Linked DNA regions of Mus musculus: regions 2, 3 and 4 are each linked to region 1. The links are chromatin contacts, called in public HiChIP or PLAC-seq maps. All regions are on one chromosome and are shown on one strand. The core of a region is the stretch at or near the end of the contact, and the rest is flanking DNA. Distances in the headings are between cores, read along the strand shown.

Region 1 (3,448 bases), core at 523-3,022:
AATACTAGGTAAAGGGATTTCCCATATATCCTCCCCACAGCCTCCCCATTATCCACGCTCCCCACCACAGTGATAGTATTTATTACCATTGATGAGTCCACACAGACAACACGCCTCCCCCAGCCCCCTATCAGCTGGTGTCTTGCTCTTGCATGTTCAGAGGATTGAAGCAGTGTTCAGAGCCATAAGTCCAACATTGGAATATCACACAGAGTAGTTCAACTGCCCTAGAAGCTTCTGTAGCTACAGGTCATCCTTCCTCCCCTCTGAACTCTGACCTCTGACAGACCTCTTTCCTTCTCTGCAGCTCTGCCCGGTCCAGCATGTCATGTAACTGGGTCCATATGCCTTGTAGGCTTTTCAGATTGGCTTCTTTCCCTTCCGTATCTTTTCATTCTTTGGTAGCTCTTGTTCTGGGGTGGTGGTGGGGAGGCAGGGTCCCAGTCTGGCCTCAAACTCGGGCTGTGTCTGCCTCAGTCCCTCTAGGGCTTCCATGACAGATGTGTTCTGTCAACCCCAGCCTGATAACTCTTCACTTTCAGAACGTGTGGTAACATTCCTGTGCAGATGGGCTATAGCTAATTATCTATTCATCCAGGGCAGAACATCTCAGATACTTCCGAGTTTTGATGAACATCGGTTCTTTAAGCAGGTAAGGAGGACACAGAGAAATGGCATCAAAGTCTGTTTGAAGATTGATATTTAATGTGTAGGATGTGTATGTGGAGAGAGGCTGTAATAGAGAAGGCTAATTTTATTTAGGGAATCATTCCAAAACCACAGTGTGGATCCCATGTGAGAGGCACTTCTACTGTTACTATTGTGCTTGGAAACAGACATAAAGAAAAGCTGATTTATACACTCTCTTTCTCGCGCGCGCGCGCACGCACACACACACACACAAACACACATGGTGAGCTGATGAGATGGCTCAGGGGGAAGCTTGCTGCTAAGCCCAGTGACCTGAGTTTGGTCCCTAGGACCCACGTGGTGGAAGGAGACAACGACTCTGACCTCTGCATGCATACCGTGGTATAAACTCAAGCGTGCACACATGTACGGCCACACACATGCCATACATGTAAAACACAAGACGTTCTGTTGGGATGAATTTAAGTCATGAAGGTTTCTCTGAGAGTCTGGTGGAGAGAACCCCAGGCTGTGGGCTTGAGTGCTGTTTGCTCCTCGTGACTCAGAGAGAACCATGTGGCTTGTGCCTTTCTGAGGAGCCTCGCTGAATGTCTTGGAAGGAAGCCCAACATCGGAGGTGGTGGTAATGGCGGTGATGTGGCAAACTGTCCAATTTGTCTGAACACGGGGAGCCACCCTCAACTTCTAAATAAACTCAGAGTGAGTCACGCCAAGAACAGAGTCCACAGCCTCATTACAGGAGAACAATTGCTGCCCCTATTCAGTGCTGCTTATACTCACTGGGCTTTGCAGATGGAACAATACTGTCGGTGTGCCTGTGACTGGTCAGGGCAATATGTCACATAAAGATTCTAATGGCATCCCTGACACTCCATCTTTGACAGAATTTATTTCATCTGTTGAAGTAATACACTCTGGTGCTGAAGAGACAGATCAGCAAATAAAGCCCGTGCCGTACAAGCGAGAATTGGGAGTTTGGGTCCCCAGAACCCACATAGATGCTGGGTGGATGTGGCGGCCTGCTTGTAATTCCAGTACTCAGAAGATGGAGAGAGGGCACCTCAGGCCCAGAGCAAGCTGGCTGGCTAGAGTAACCATGTTGGTGAGCTCTGGGGAAGCCTGACTCAGTGAACAGGGTGAAGGGTTGAATGAGATCCAGGGAGGCTTTCAACATTAGGCTTAGGGCTCTCTCTGTCTCTCTCTCCTTCTTTCTTCTTTCTCTCTCATACACACAAACACACATAAACACACATATAGCAGCAACACACACACACACAGACAAGTGTGTGTGTGTGTTTGTGTGTGTGCCTGCCTACCCACTCATGTGCAAACATGCATACATGCACACACGCCATACACACATACGTGTAGAGTAACACAATTGTGGGCCCCATGAAATTGTCCCTTGAATGCGCCAAAATTGTTGATATCTCTGTCAGGACCGGTGTCCCTGAGGATGTCAGGGTTGACAGCCTGAAGAGCTTTTATTCCGCTCACTTTAATTCTCCCCTTCCTCTCTAGCCCCTTACTCAATACATAAGCTCCGTGGTTATGCAGATTGTAGAACGCCTACCTAAGGCTTAACGCCTAAAATCCCCATTTAAAAGAGAACATAGGATATCTGTTGACTTGTAGGGTCTGGATTACCTCAGTCAGGATGATTATTTTTTTATAGCTCCATTCATCCATTTACCCATAATTTTCATAATTCTTTTAACAGCCAAATAATGTTTCGTTTTCCATTTTTATTATTCATCCATTTGCCTAACCAGTCGACGGGCATCAAGGCTGTTCTCAGTGTCTGGCTATGGTGCATAGAGCAGCAGTGAACATGGCTGAGCAAGCATCTTCTCTGCAGTGGGATGAAGCATCCTTTGGGTAGATGATGCCCAAGCGTGGTCTAGCTGGATCTTGAGGTAGAGCTATTCCCATCCTTGCCTAGAACCAGAGCGCACTGCTTTCCATAGTGGCTGTACAAGTTTGCATTCCCACAGCAACGGAGGAGTGTTCCCCTTACCCCACATCCCTGACAGTATGAGCTGTCATTTGTTTTATTGATCTTGGCCAAGGTGACTGGTAGACGATGTAATCTCAAAGTAGTTTTTCTTTTTTTGATTTGCAGTTTGCAAGAGCATGTCGAAAGTATAAGGGAGTCTTAGGAGGGAGGTAGCTATTGTTAATCTGGGGCCAGCCCCACTTTTTTTTTTTTTTAAACAGGCTCAACAGCTCAACAGTGTGGGGATCTCTTTTACCATAGTGAACTATGAGAATTCTGACCATAGCCATGTCTTTGGAAAACAGATATTCACATATCTGGGAGAAATCCAAAGTTAAGTCATCCTGCAGGGGCAAAGAGCCTGTTGGTGGCAGTGCTACGTACAACAGAGAGAACAACACTCCATTCACCTCGTTAGTAAACAAAGTAGAGATAAATATTTACCATGAGAAAAATGTTTCACCGCCAAAGGTTCGAGGAAGCAATGCTGGTGATTAACTTTCTAGTTACGGAAGTTGACTGAGGAAGATGGGCAGGTACCCGAGACAGATTGCGTACAACAGTAGCCAGCAACTGATCCATGTACAGGGCTCTGTGAACTGAGTTCCCCTACGCAAACACTCAGCGAGGTCAGAATTTGAGGTGAGGGCTAGGAAAATAAACTCATTCATTTCTCCAAATCCTTCTTAATATTGACGCAACAGTCTGTCAGTTACTTTGTATTAAATGTTTTATTTAATATTCATACATGCATATAGTATATTTGGATCCAATTCACCCCCATCCTCTCCCCTTAAATTC
Region 2 (3,448 bases), core at 655-3,154, 500 kb after region 1:
GTGATTTGCATTCAGCTCACCTGGGTAAGGCTATGCGCTGTCCTAGTTTTAACACCACTCCTCGTGATGTTTTTGTTCAAGGACGTTTAGGAAACGCAGGTCCGTGTACACAGCCCTTTACTTTACCAAACGAAGCAACTGAAGCTTGGGTAGACATCTGGAACAGCTCTTCAAGCGCCTCCAGTTTTCATCGGGAAGCTTTCCTACCGCCAACATTCCTCTTTTTGTGATTTATTTCAGTGTGTGTGTACATGCATGTGTGTTTATAGGTAAGTAGGGATGTGCACTTGTACATGTGTGTGCCCCAAGGAGTCCAGGAGAGAAACTCAGATCCCCTTAGAGCTAAAGTTAGAGGCATCTGTGAGCTGCCCAACAGGAAAAAATGGAATTCAGATCCTGTGTAGGAACCAAACACTCCGAATTGCCAACTGTCTTAGTCAGGGTTTCTATTCCTGCACAAAACAGCATGACCAAGAGGCAAGCTGGGAAGGAAAGGGTTTATTCAGCTTACACTTTCACATCACCAAAGGAAGTCAGGACAGGAACTCAGACAGGACAGGAACTCGGAGGCAGGAGCTGATGCAGAGACCATGGAGGGATGTTACTTACTGGCTTGCTTCCCCTGGCTTGCTCAGCTTGCTTTCTTATAGAACCCAAAACTACAAGCCCAGGGATGGACCACCCACCATGGACCCTCCCACCCTTGATCACTTATTGAGAAAATGCCTTAGAACTGGATCTCATGGAGGCATTTCCTCAAGGGAGGCTCCTTTCTCTGTGATAACTCTAGCTTGTGTCAAGTTGACACAAAACTAGCCAGTACACCAACCATCTCTCTAGAACAGCTCCATCTGTTTTCCATCTTACAGAGAGAGAGAGAGAGAGAGAGAGAGAGAGAGAGAGAGAGAGAGAGAGAGAGAGAGAGAGAGAGAGAGGTCTATATTGAATACATAGAGCAAGGGGACTGGAAACTCCCTACTCAGTATTTCCAAGGAAGGTCTAGGCTGACTGTTCTCAACACCCCCTCTTTCTGAAGTATCCAGATTTCCACCCTCAGTGTATTTGAGGCTCACACTGAATTTTGAGTTTTAAAAAGGAAGCCTTGCTGGCAACATCTTGGGACACTCCTTGGTCCTCTGTTGGGGCTCCTGCAACTCACTTTGGCTCCCTGTCAGAACCACCCCCATCAGTTCTGGATGGGGAAAGAAGCTAGGCGAGATGCTCAGAGCAAATTCTTCACAGCAGCGACTGAAAGGCGTTACTCAAGTGCTGTCCTTCCTGAAGGCCATCTCTGTGCCAGAGCACTGTGGAGTTTCTCCTAAGAAGGACATCAGAGTTAGTGTGTGTATACTAAAGGCTTGATACTTTTTTCCTGAATTTTTATTAGGTATTTACTTCATTTACATTTCAAATGCTATCCCCAAAGTCCCCTACACCCACCCCCTGTTCCCCTACCCGCCCACTCCCAATTCTTGGCCTTGGTGTTTCCCCTGTACTGGGGCATATAAAGTTTGCAAGACCAAGGGGCCTCTCTTCCCAGTGATGGCCGACTAGGCCATCTTGTGCAACAAATGCAGCTAGAGACACGAGCTCTGGGGGTACTGGTTAGTTCATATTGTTGTTCCACCTATAGGGTTGCAGACCCCTTTAGCTCCTTGGGTAGTTTCTCTAGCTCCTCCATTAGGGGCCTGTGTTTCATCCAATAGCTGACTGTGAGCATCCACTTCTGTGTTTGCCAGGCACTGGCATAGCCTCATATGCAACAGCTATATCAGAGTCCTTTCAGCAAAATCTTGCTGGTGTATGCAATGGTGTCTGCTTTTGGTGGCTGATTATGGGATGGACCCCTGGGTGGGGCAGTCTTGAAGTCGATGAGACAGAACTATCCGGCCAGCCCCAGTTGTTAGGCAACTGACCCGAGAGCAGGTGAATCAGCCACTGTGATGGCCAAGTCAGTGAGTCACCCGCTGTCTGAAGGAATTCAACTTCCGAACCCAACTTCTGGGGCTTCCAAAAACCCCTTAGTCATTCTAATCACTCGCAAGCTCTGATGGAGTTATCTTGGACCCTTCTCTTTACCCCTTGGGTATTTGGAGGTTTGTGTGTGTTTTTATTTACTTTGATGTCATCGATGTTGACTTTGATTAAAGCTAGGTCTTCTGTAGCCCAGGCTAGCCTCAAACTCACTTTGTAAGCAAGAATGACCTTCAGTTTCTGATACGCCGCCCCACCTCTACCTCCCAAGGATTACAGTATGTGCCACCACACCATGTTTGTGTGGGACTGGAACCCAGGGACTTTGTGCATGGTAGAGAAGCATTCTATCAATGAAACCACCGACACAGTTCAACCTGTTTTATTCCTCTTTGGAGACGAACTTAGATCAAGCGTCTCCACAGAGCGGCTCATACTCCAGCGAAGTGTACTTCCTTTTGGCTTGATTCCCCTGCTAATCTGGGCCTTCAGAGGAGAAGCAGAGTGTGGAGAGGTTTTTCTGGATCACAGCCTTAGACTCGCTAAGCCTCGTAATGACTGGCGACCGAGTGCCAAATCTGGGCTTACTGTGAGAGTGCTTAAAGTCAATCTTAGGCTTTAACATGGGATGTGGTAGCGCTAGAGAGATGGCTCAGTGGTTGCGAGCATTTTCTGCTCTTCCAGAGGACCGAAATTTGGTTCCTACCTCTCTTGGGCAGTTCACAACTGTGTACAACTCCAGTTCCAGGTGATCTGACACCCTCTTCTGGCCTCTGCATAAACATTCACACACATATACAAAAATAGAAATAAAAAAGTAAATTTTTAAGGGGCTGTAGACACAGTTCGGTGGCTGAGGGGGTTACACTACTCCTCCAGAGGACCCTAGTTCAATTCATAGCACCCACATTTGGCTGTTCACAATCACCTGTAAGCTGGAGAAAGTCTGATACCCTCTTCTGACTTCCTAGGGTACTTCACACATATGGTACACAAACACTTGGGCACACACAGAGGATAAATGTCTAAGTAAATAATTAAAAAAATATTTTCAATATTCTGGAGACGGATGCTTTTTCCTATCATTTGAAGCAAGATTGCTTCCAATGAATCCTTTTGATCATATTAACTGATGTATTTGGGAGCCATCCTGACCCTTAACTGTCTCTGAATTGGCTCTTTCAAACTTTCCCACCTTTTCTCAGCAGACTAGCACTGGCCTCTCTCTTATGTTGGACATTCACAGTCTTGCAACACTGGATCAAATCGATGGAAAATATAGGCACAGTAATTACAGAGGTCCTGTAAGTCCCATTTAATGTTTTAAAATCCCTCCAGTGACCATTGATTAGTCCCATTTTTATATTCCAAAGTTTGTCCAGATTTGCTTTGTTCTCATCAATGAAAGATCATGGCGCTACACACATCATGTGTGTGTGTGTGTGTGTGTGAGCTTATGTATGTATAGGTGCTC
Region 3 (3,448 bases), core at 522-3,021, 500 kb before region 1:
TGGTGAGAAAGTCTTTGAGATTTCATGGCATAAAGAGTTATAATTGATGGAGGGTTGAGGGTAGAAAACCCTCTGTGGTGGTAGCATTAATAAACTTAAAAGCATTTTATAAACTTGAAAATGTTCTTGCAATTGTAGTGGTAAGGGATAGAGGTGTAAATTGCAAGCATTTTTATTTTGTTTTACAAATTGAGGTCACCAAGGCACACAAAAACTTCCGTAACTATGTCATTTCTCTTGGGGAAAAAAATGAAACTACCTATATATTCACCATCGACAGTAAGCAAATATGCCATGAATTCAAATGAAGGCTGGAAAGATGGCTCAGTGGCTAAGGGCATTTGTTGCTTTTGCAGGGGACCCAGGTTCAATGGCCAGCACCTACCTAAGTGATCCAAAACCAGCTGTAACTCCAGTTTCAAAGAATCTGTCTCACTCTTCTGGCCTCCACAAGTACAGCATGCATGTGGAGAAAATATTCATACCATATACGTAAAATAAATAAACTTCTTAAAGGTAAAACGTGGTAAAAATGAATCAAAGCTGCAGAGATCAGAAAGAATAATCCTCAAACAGGGAATTTTGGTTTGGTTCTATTTGGTTTGGCTTGGGTTCCCCCCCACCCCCAATAGGATTTTAATTAGCCCAGTCTGACCTGGAACTCTTGATCCTCCTGCCTCAGTCTCTCCATGGGCTGGCATCACAGACAGAATCCTGAATCACAAAATGCAGCTATGTAATAATATAGAGAGCATATTGTCACGTTTGGAAACATCCAAACAATATGCTGAATATGGCTTTTAATATAAATCGGGAAGCTATCCATGGGAATCCATGTGTCAATATTGGACTGTGTTTACCTACAAGAAGGAAAAAAGTAGAGAGAACATAGAGAGGAAGTCGTGTCTCTTAGTTAAGCTGGGGTGTGACTATACTGTATCATTCTCTCTGGGCCTTCTCTATGTGTGAAATACTTAAAAATATGATTATTTTGTCTCCTTACTTTGTATCAGAGTATCACTCTTTGTCCTATTTATCTCTCACAAAAGCATAGTCCCCCTCCCCCTAAGAAAAGCCTTGCTATGCCAGTTTCACAGATGAAGGCCCCAGCTCAGTCTTTTAATCACATACCAAGTTCACTCGCCCAGCATTTGATAGAGGAAAGCCTAGGGTTCATTTCCAGCTGTATCAATTTTGCTTTTCTTTTTTCGTCAAATACTTGCCAAGAAACATCTCAACAGAGGGGGAGTTTATTCGGCTTAGCAGGCAAGGCATGGGGTTGGAGCTTGAGGCGGCTGGATACATTGTATACACACGGGAAGAAGAGATGCATGAACGCTAGTGTTGAGCTCACTCACTTTTTGAGTCGGTCTAGGACGCCAGGGAATGGCGCCACCTACAGTTTAGGTAGTGCTACTACCTCAATTAGTCTGATCTGGAAATTCCCTCGTAGAAAGGTCAGGAAAGTGTGTCACCTACGTGATTCTAGATCCTGTCAATCACCATTAACCACCACACCGCAGTGTAGCACCACTGTCAAGGGAAAAGGCATCGGATTGCAACTGCAACTTTTGTACAGGGTGCGTGAAACTCTAACTTCCCTCCCTGAGCGCCCTGGAAAGAGCTGACACTGTTTCTCCCAGTTTATTTGCATGTTTGCCTTCTCAACAAAGAAAACCTCGTGCCTCAGCCACTTCCTGCCTGACTCATTGTTCCTATCAAGCCCAGGCAGCACCCACTCTTCCAAGGAACAGGGTCATGGCTGTGTGTCTCTTCAGGAAGTGGCTGCTCTACAGATGGCCACAGGCTTCCTGCTTCAGTCAAGGCTTTTGAATCACACTACTCCCTGTCTGTGGTTTTGAATGTTTTTGTTTGTTTGCTGGGGAGGAATGAATAACTGACCTTGAATGGGGTTGTAGGGGGGAAGGTAGACTGTGTGACACAGAGCCACGCTGGATTCATGGTCTCAGCCTGAATCGGGTTGTACTTTGAAGGACAGCAGATTTCAGGAGGCTGAAACTACGGAGACAAACGGTTTATAAATTCTTATTTTCCCCCATCACTTTGGCCAGCACTGGGCTGCCCTTCTTAAGCCAGAGAGAACAGAGTTAGATTATATTGCTACAACAGTAAAATCTGTGATAGAAGGATGTCTACAGAACTGGGAGGCCTGGCCTCACATTTAAGTCTTCTAACCTCTTCCTTTTTAACACTGCTTGAAATGCCATGACTGGATTCAGTGTGCTCGGAAGCTCCGTAAAATCACGTCTCTGCGCGAACATGTAGGAAGGATGCCTATCACATCACAACCCACTGGGCTGGTGAGAGCGCTCTTGGCTCCACCCCCTACAGTTCAGTGAGAGTGGAGATGGTCCTCTGAAAAAAGAAAAAGCTAACCCAGGCATCTCTCACATTGACAGCTGGAGGAAATCTTCGTGGTGTGCCAGGGACCAGGCTGGACCCGCCTTCTGCGACACAAGACCCACTGACATAAATCAGCCTTCACATTCACGTGGCTTTTGGAGATCAAAGTTCAAAGTAAGGGGAAAGGGGTTTGTTGTGGCTATTCTGTCAGTACATGGAATGGCTCCTGGAACATCCCTCAGTGGGGAGGGGAGGCTTCTGCAGTGCACCCCTAGAGTCCTATCCTTCACAATTGCAGGCTAATCTAGGAGGTTCAACAGTCCTTCGGTCTCATACTCATCAGGTGCCATGCTTCACTGGACAAGAAAGTAATCTGTCGTGAACACTACTATCGCTGTCTTTTCTTGGGGACCTATGAGGTGGTAGAATTCAGATTTTTTTTTTAACTTGCAAATCTGTGTGTGCATGTGTATGTGTGCATGCATGTGTTCGTGGAGGGGGGTATGTGTGTGACTGTGAGTGCATGTGAAAGCCAGAAGACCTTGGGTATCATTCACAATTTCTTGGGGTTTTTCTTTTCCCTTTGAGACAAGACTTCTCATTGGCCTAGAACTTACAAATAGTCTGGGATGGCCCCACAGCAAACCTCAGATAGCCACAAATGCATTGCACTGTGTTATAGAAGGACATTTTTCAAACAAGTATGCACGAGGAACAGCATAGGCCATATCCCCTCCCCCTCCCATTAGTCTCTTCTAAGAAACGTAACTGTAAAGACAGATGTCTCAGCAGTTAAAAGCAGGCACTGCTCTTGCAGAAGACTGGAGTCTATGTCCCAGCACCACATAAGGCAGCTCACAGATCCCTGTAACTCTGGTTCGGAGGATCTAATGTCCACTTGAGCCTCCACAGGTACCTGACTTATGTGTGCAACTCCCCACCCCACCCCAGCTGCTACACACACACACACACACACACTACCACCACCACCACCACCATCATCACCATCATCATCATCATCAAAACAAAAGTAATAAATCTGGACTGGAGAGATGGCTCGGTGGTTAAGAAGATTGACTGCTCT
Region 4 (3,448 bases), core at 512-3,011, 480 kb after region 1:
AGCAGGTGTGATAGCCCATCATGATCTCCTTGAAGAACTGGAAACTTATGACTTTACCAATGTCCCATGAATAGAAAGTGACCCCGTGGAGCTGTGATCCCAAGAAAATAGGGTTTAGAATTCCTCCTGCTTTCAACCACAGTCTCTACAGCATGGACAATATCACTTCAATAAAGCATCAGGACACAGTGATGCTGACGCAATAAACACGTAAATTATTTTGATGTTTTCAGTGCTCTTGACATCAAAATAAGTACCTTTACATATGTCCCGATCCATTCCTCAGGGAGCGTTTTCTAGAGACAAACATATTTTTTGAAAGGGTAAGATGCAAGCACTACAGTTTTAGATATGCAACATCCAGTTATTCTAACAAACAGGCCAAGTAACTCCATATTGCATTTTCTCTCTTACTCTCATCAAGATTTTCATAGCTTAAAAAAAAAATCTATTAAGCTGGTGAGATGTTTCAACAGGCAAAGCTGCCTCTCACACAACCTGGATTCTGTCTCTGGAGCCCACATGGTGAGAGGAGAGAATCACCCCTTCAAATTGTCCTCTGACATCGACACATTTACCCCACCCTATACTCAAATAAATAAATAAGTCTTAAAAATTAAAGACTGCAATGTTGTTATCTGAGGGCAATTAATTCCCTTTGAAGTATCAGAGCTCATTCCCAACCTCCAGTAGTTTCCCTGATCCCTGGTCCAGAGCTGGATCTTTCACAGGGTCCCAATCAAACCTGCCCGTAGCCTATGCTTTAAAGGATCTCTGAAAGAATACTGTTTCCTCCTTCTATCCTGTGCTTTCTTTTTTAATATATATATACACATATGTGTATAGGTATATATGTATATATGTCTATGTACATATATATGTACATGTGTATATATGTCTGTGAATATATGTCTACATATAGGTATATGTATATATGTATGTGTAAATATACACATGATTAAATAGGTATATATAGGTATATGTGTGTATGCATGTATATATGTAATGTGTATATGTGTATATGTATGTATGTGTGTATACATGTAATATGTATATATGTATATGTGTATATGTATATATATGTATTTGTATATAGGTATGTGTATATATGTATATATGAATGCGTGTATATGTATATGTATACATATGTATATGTATATACATAATAACCTATATTATGTATAAATTCTTTGAGAATCTTAAATATATTTGCAATGTATTTTTATCATATGCATGCACCCTACTCTTCCCTCTATCGAACCCATTCTTCACCCTTCTACCTCTTCCCAACTTCATATCTTCCTTTCTTCTCTCTTTGTCTTCATATCTTCCTTTCTTCTCTCTTTGTCTGGATCTATGCTCTTCCTATATCACTGAATCTTTCTTAAACAGCTTTCAGGGAGCTGACTCAGTAACACAGACACACTCTTCCTGGCACACAAGGAGTATCTGGGCTAACCCCTGAGATAAACAGCGAACTGAGTTTCCGCTTTGGCAAAGCAGAAGCAACAATGGCTTTCTCCTGGCTGCTTGAGAGCACATAGTGGGGCTCCTATAAACAAACCTCGGGGCTAAGTGCCAGTACTACTTTGATTGTTCAGTATCTATCCTTAATCCAGAGTGAAGAAAGAAAGTGACTCATTCTGTCACCTACGACAGGACAGTCCTTCATTGTGGAACGTGGGCTGTTGGGAACGGCTTGAGTCCAGTTCTGAGAGGCTGAACTCCTCAGCTGGGTGCAGTGAGTTGTCTGTGCCAGTCTCCCCGGGCACAAGAGAAGTCCTTCGGGAGACAATGGTGGCCATTGTGGAGCTGGGGTGTGGTGAGAAGGGGAATGTGGGTAACGCCCACTGAATCTTTGCCAAAGACCTGCATGGCAAGCAAGGGCAGTTTTTCCTGGGATTCTTTTCTGATTAAGAAGTGGGAACGAAGCTAAAAGACTTGTTCCTCCCCAGGCAAGGAAGCCTCAAAGCTCTCCAGACAGGTGGCCAAGCCTCAGCGGGTTGTGGCGCATGGATGATGGGGCCTCTGCCCTCGTTTCCACTTTATTTTTTAACTGCTGTCGACCCTAGCCCTGGTCCTCCGCTGAACAAGTCCACCCATGAAGGAGTGAGCCAAGCTTCACCTCTCTGCCAAGCCATGAGGGGCTTTGAGGCCAAATTAAACAAGCTAATAATGAGTAGCTCAAATTGGGCAACTCATGCAAAGAGACAAGAACGGGCGGAGGCTGGAGGAGCAAAACAATGGCTTAAAGGGGTGACAAGAGTCAGACTCAGTGGCCTGATACCAGAGGAAAGGGAACCAGGTTAGGAAAGGTGGGAAAAGAGGTAACACAGTGCCTCACGTATTTGGGGTACTCATTGTTTACCCTGCCTCAGTCTGTTTGTAGCCAGTCTTTTCTGGGTACCCTTTGAACCACAGCTCAACTGGGTCAAGGGTGGAAGAAGCCTCTAAGTTGGTGATTCTCAACCTGTGGGTCGAGACCCCCAGGGCACATACTAAATATCTTGTATATCCAAAATTTACGTTATGACTCATAACAGTAGCAAAAATTACAGTTATAAAGTAGCAATTGAAATAATTTAAGTTGGGGGTGTCACTATAACATGAAGAAATGTATTAAAAGGGTGCAGCACTAGGAAGGTTGAGAACCTCTGCTCTAAGTGTATGGGCTGGGTCATGTGATGCTGTCCCCAGCTGGGAGATGCCAGGAAATCTGCATAGTGCATTATAGCCTTCAACCTTCTCTAGTGAATGGTTTGTTTCAGAAAAGATCCATGTGACACATGCAGTAAAATAAACTCTATGTCAGGGAACTGTGCATTTCCTTAGAAAGAAAAAAAATTCATTTATTTATTTCATTTCCCAAGAACAGTATCCAAGAACCTTTAACTTAGTCAGAAATTGTGACTAAGATCCATTTTTCCGTATCCTTCCCAGATCCATTTTTCCGTATTTTCTCTCATATGTGTGATGTTGCCTGTCATTAGGGTTCTCTGTGCTCATTTAGTTGGGCAACTTTGTTTCCGAGTTCATTTTCTTTCCTTCTGGCGGCTTCATTTAGAGTTGCAAAAGTCAGCAGAAAAATGGCAGTTCATAGCACAGCCCTCTAATCCAAGGTCAGTGCTACCCCACGAAGTTACCTGGCTCTGTATAAAATTAAAATGAAGGACCTTACAGTCAACAATTGTTAAGGATGCCCTAGAGCAGGAGGGAGTTAGGGAGCTATCAGAACATAGAGGCCTGCCTCATAACACAGGTTACAGGCCTATGCAACCAGCCTTGCTTCCCCAGACTTGATGAGCGGCTTGTGAATGCTATACTCACCAATCCATGTTTTCTCATCTTTAAATGGTGGACTATAATAGTACCTGTCTCACAGCACTGTATCAGGCTAACCAAAGTGGCAGCCTGCTTAGCATTGTGAATCTCAGGTCAGCCTGAGCTG

The links. HiChIP or PLAC-seq counts read pairs in DNA pulled down with a chosen protein or histone mark.
Region 2: a contact with region 1 is called in an HNF4G HiChIP or PLAC-seq map of pancreatic cancer cells. The contact joins two enhancer-like sites. A contact is called at or near these places in 1 of 15 datasets of contacts at CTCF or cohesin (the NIH/3T3 cell line), 3 of 484 Hi-C or Micro-C datasets (the HPC-7 cell line, bone marrow-derived macrophages and embryonic fibroblasts) and 1 of 115 datasets of contacts at active chromatin or transcription factors (pancreatic cancer cells).
Region 3: a FOXA1 HiChIP or PLAC-seq map of pancreatic cancer cells shows a contact between it and region 1. The contact joins two enhancer-like sites. A contact is called at or near these places in 1 of 115 datasets of contacts at active chromatin or transcription factors (pancreatic cancer cells) and 1 of 9 other capture datasets (embryonic stem cells).
Region 4: a contact with region 1 is called in a FOXA1 HiChIP or PLAC-seq map of pancreatic cancer cells. The contact joins two enhancer-like sites. A contact is called at or near these places in 1 of 15 datasets of contacts at CTCF or cohesin (the NIH/3T3 cell line), 2 of 484 Hi-C or Micro-C datasets (the HPC-7 cell line and bone marrow-derived macrophages) and 1 of 115 datasets of contacts at active chromatin or transcription factors (pancreatic cancer cells).

Annotation. Positions count from the first base shown.
Region 1 is chr10:67,359,744-67,363,191 of GRCm38.p6, forward strand. The region is part of intron 2 of Gm46230 (a long non-coding RNA gene); the gene reads left to right. Among named protein-coding and RNA genes, the nearest start is that of Gm46230, 11 kb to the left of the region's middle. Within about 2 kb of position 1,773, at least 41 of the 459 cell types and tissues checked have an H3K27ac peak or open chromatin away from gene starts, as enhancers often do. A contact at or near this core is called in the NIH/3T3 cell line, embryonic fibroblasts and pancreatic cancer cells, where this site is marked.
Region 2 is chr10:67,864,122-67,867,569 of GRCm38.p6, forward strand. No RefSeq gene overlaps it. Among named protein-coding and RNA genes, the nearest start is that of Zfp365, 47 kb to the right of the region's middle. Within about 2 kb of position 1,905, at least 26 of the 459 cell types and tissues checked have an H3K27ac peak or open chromatin away from gene starts, as enhancers often do. A contact at or near this core is called in the NIH/3T3 cell line, embryonic fibroblasts and pancreatic cancer cells, where this site is marked.
Region 3 is chr10:66,862,895-66,866,342 of GRCm38.p6, forward strand. No RefSeq gene overlaps it. Among named protein-coding and RNA genes, the nearest start is that of Gm31416, 30 kb to the left of the region's middle. Within about 2 kb of position 1,772, at least 239 of the 459 cell types and tissues checked have an H3K27ac peak or open chromatin away from gene starts, as enhancers often do. A contact at or near this core is called in pancreatic cancer cells, where this site is marked.
Region 4 is chr10:67,844,415-67,847,862 of GRCm38.p6, forward strand. No RefSeq gene overlaps it. Among named protein-coding and RNA genes, the nearest start is that of Gm51769, 56 kb to the left of the region's middle. Within about 2 kb of position 1,762, at least 64 of the 459 cell types and tissues checked have an H3K27ac peak or open chromatin away from gene starts, as enhancers often do. A contact at or near this core is called in pancreatic cancer cells, where this site is marked.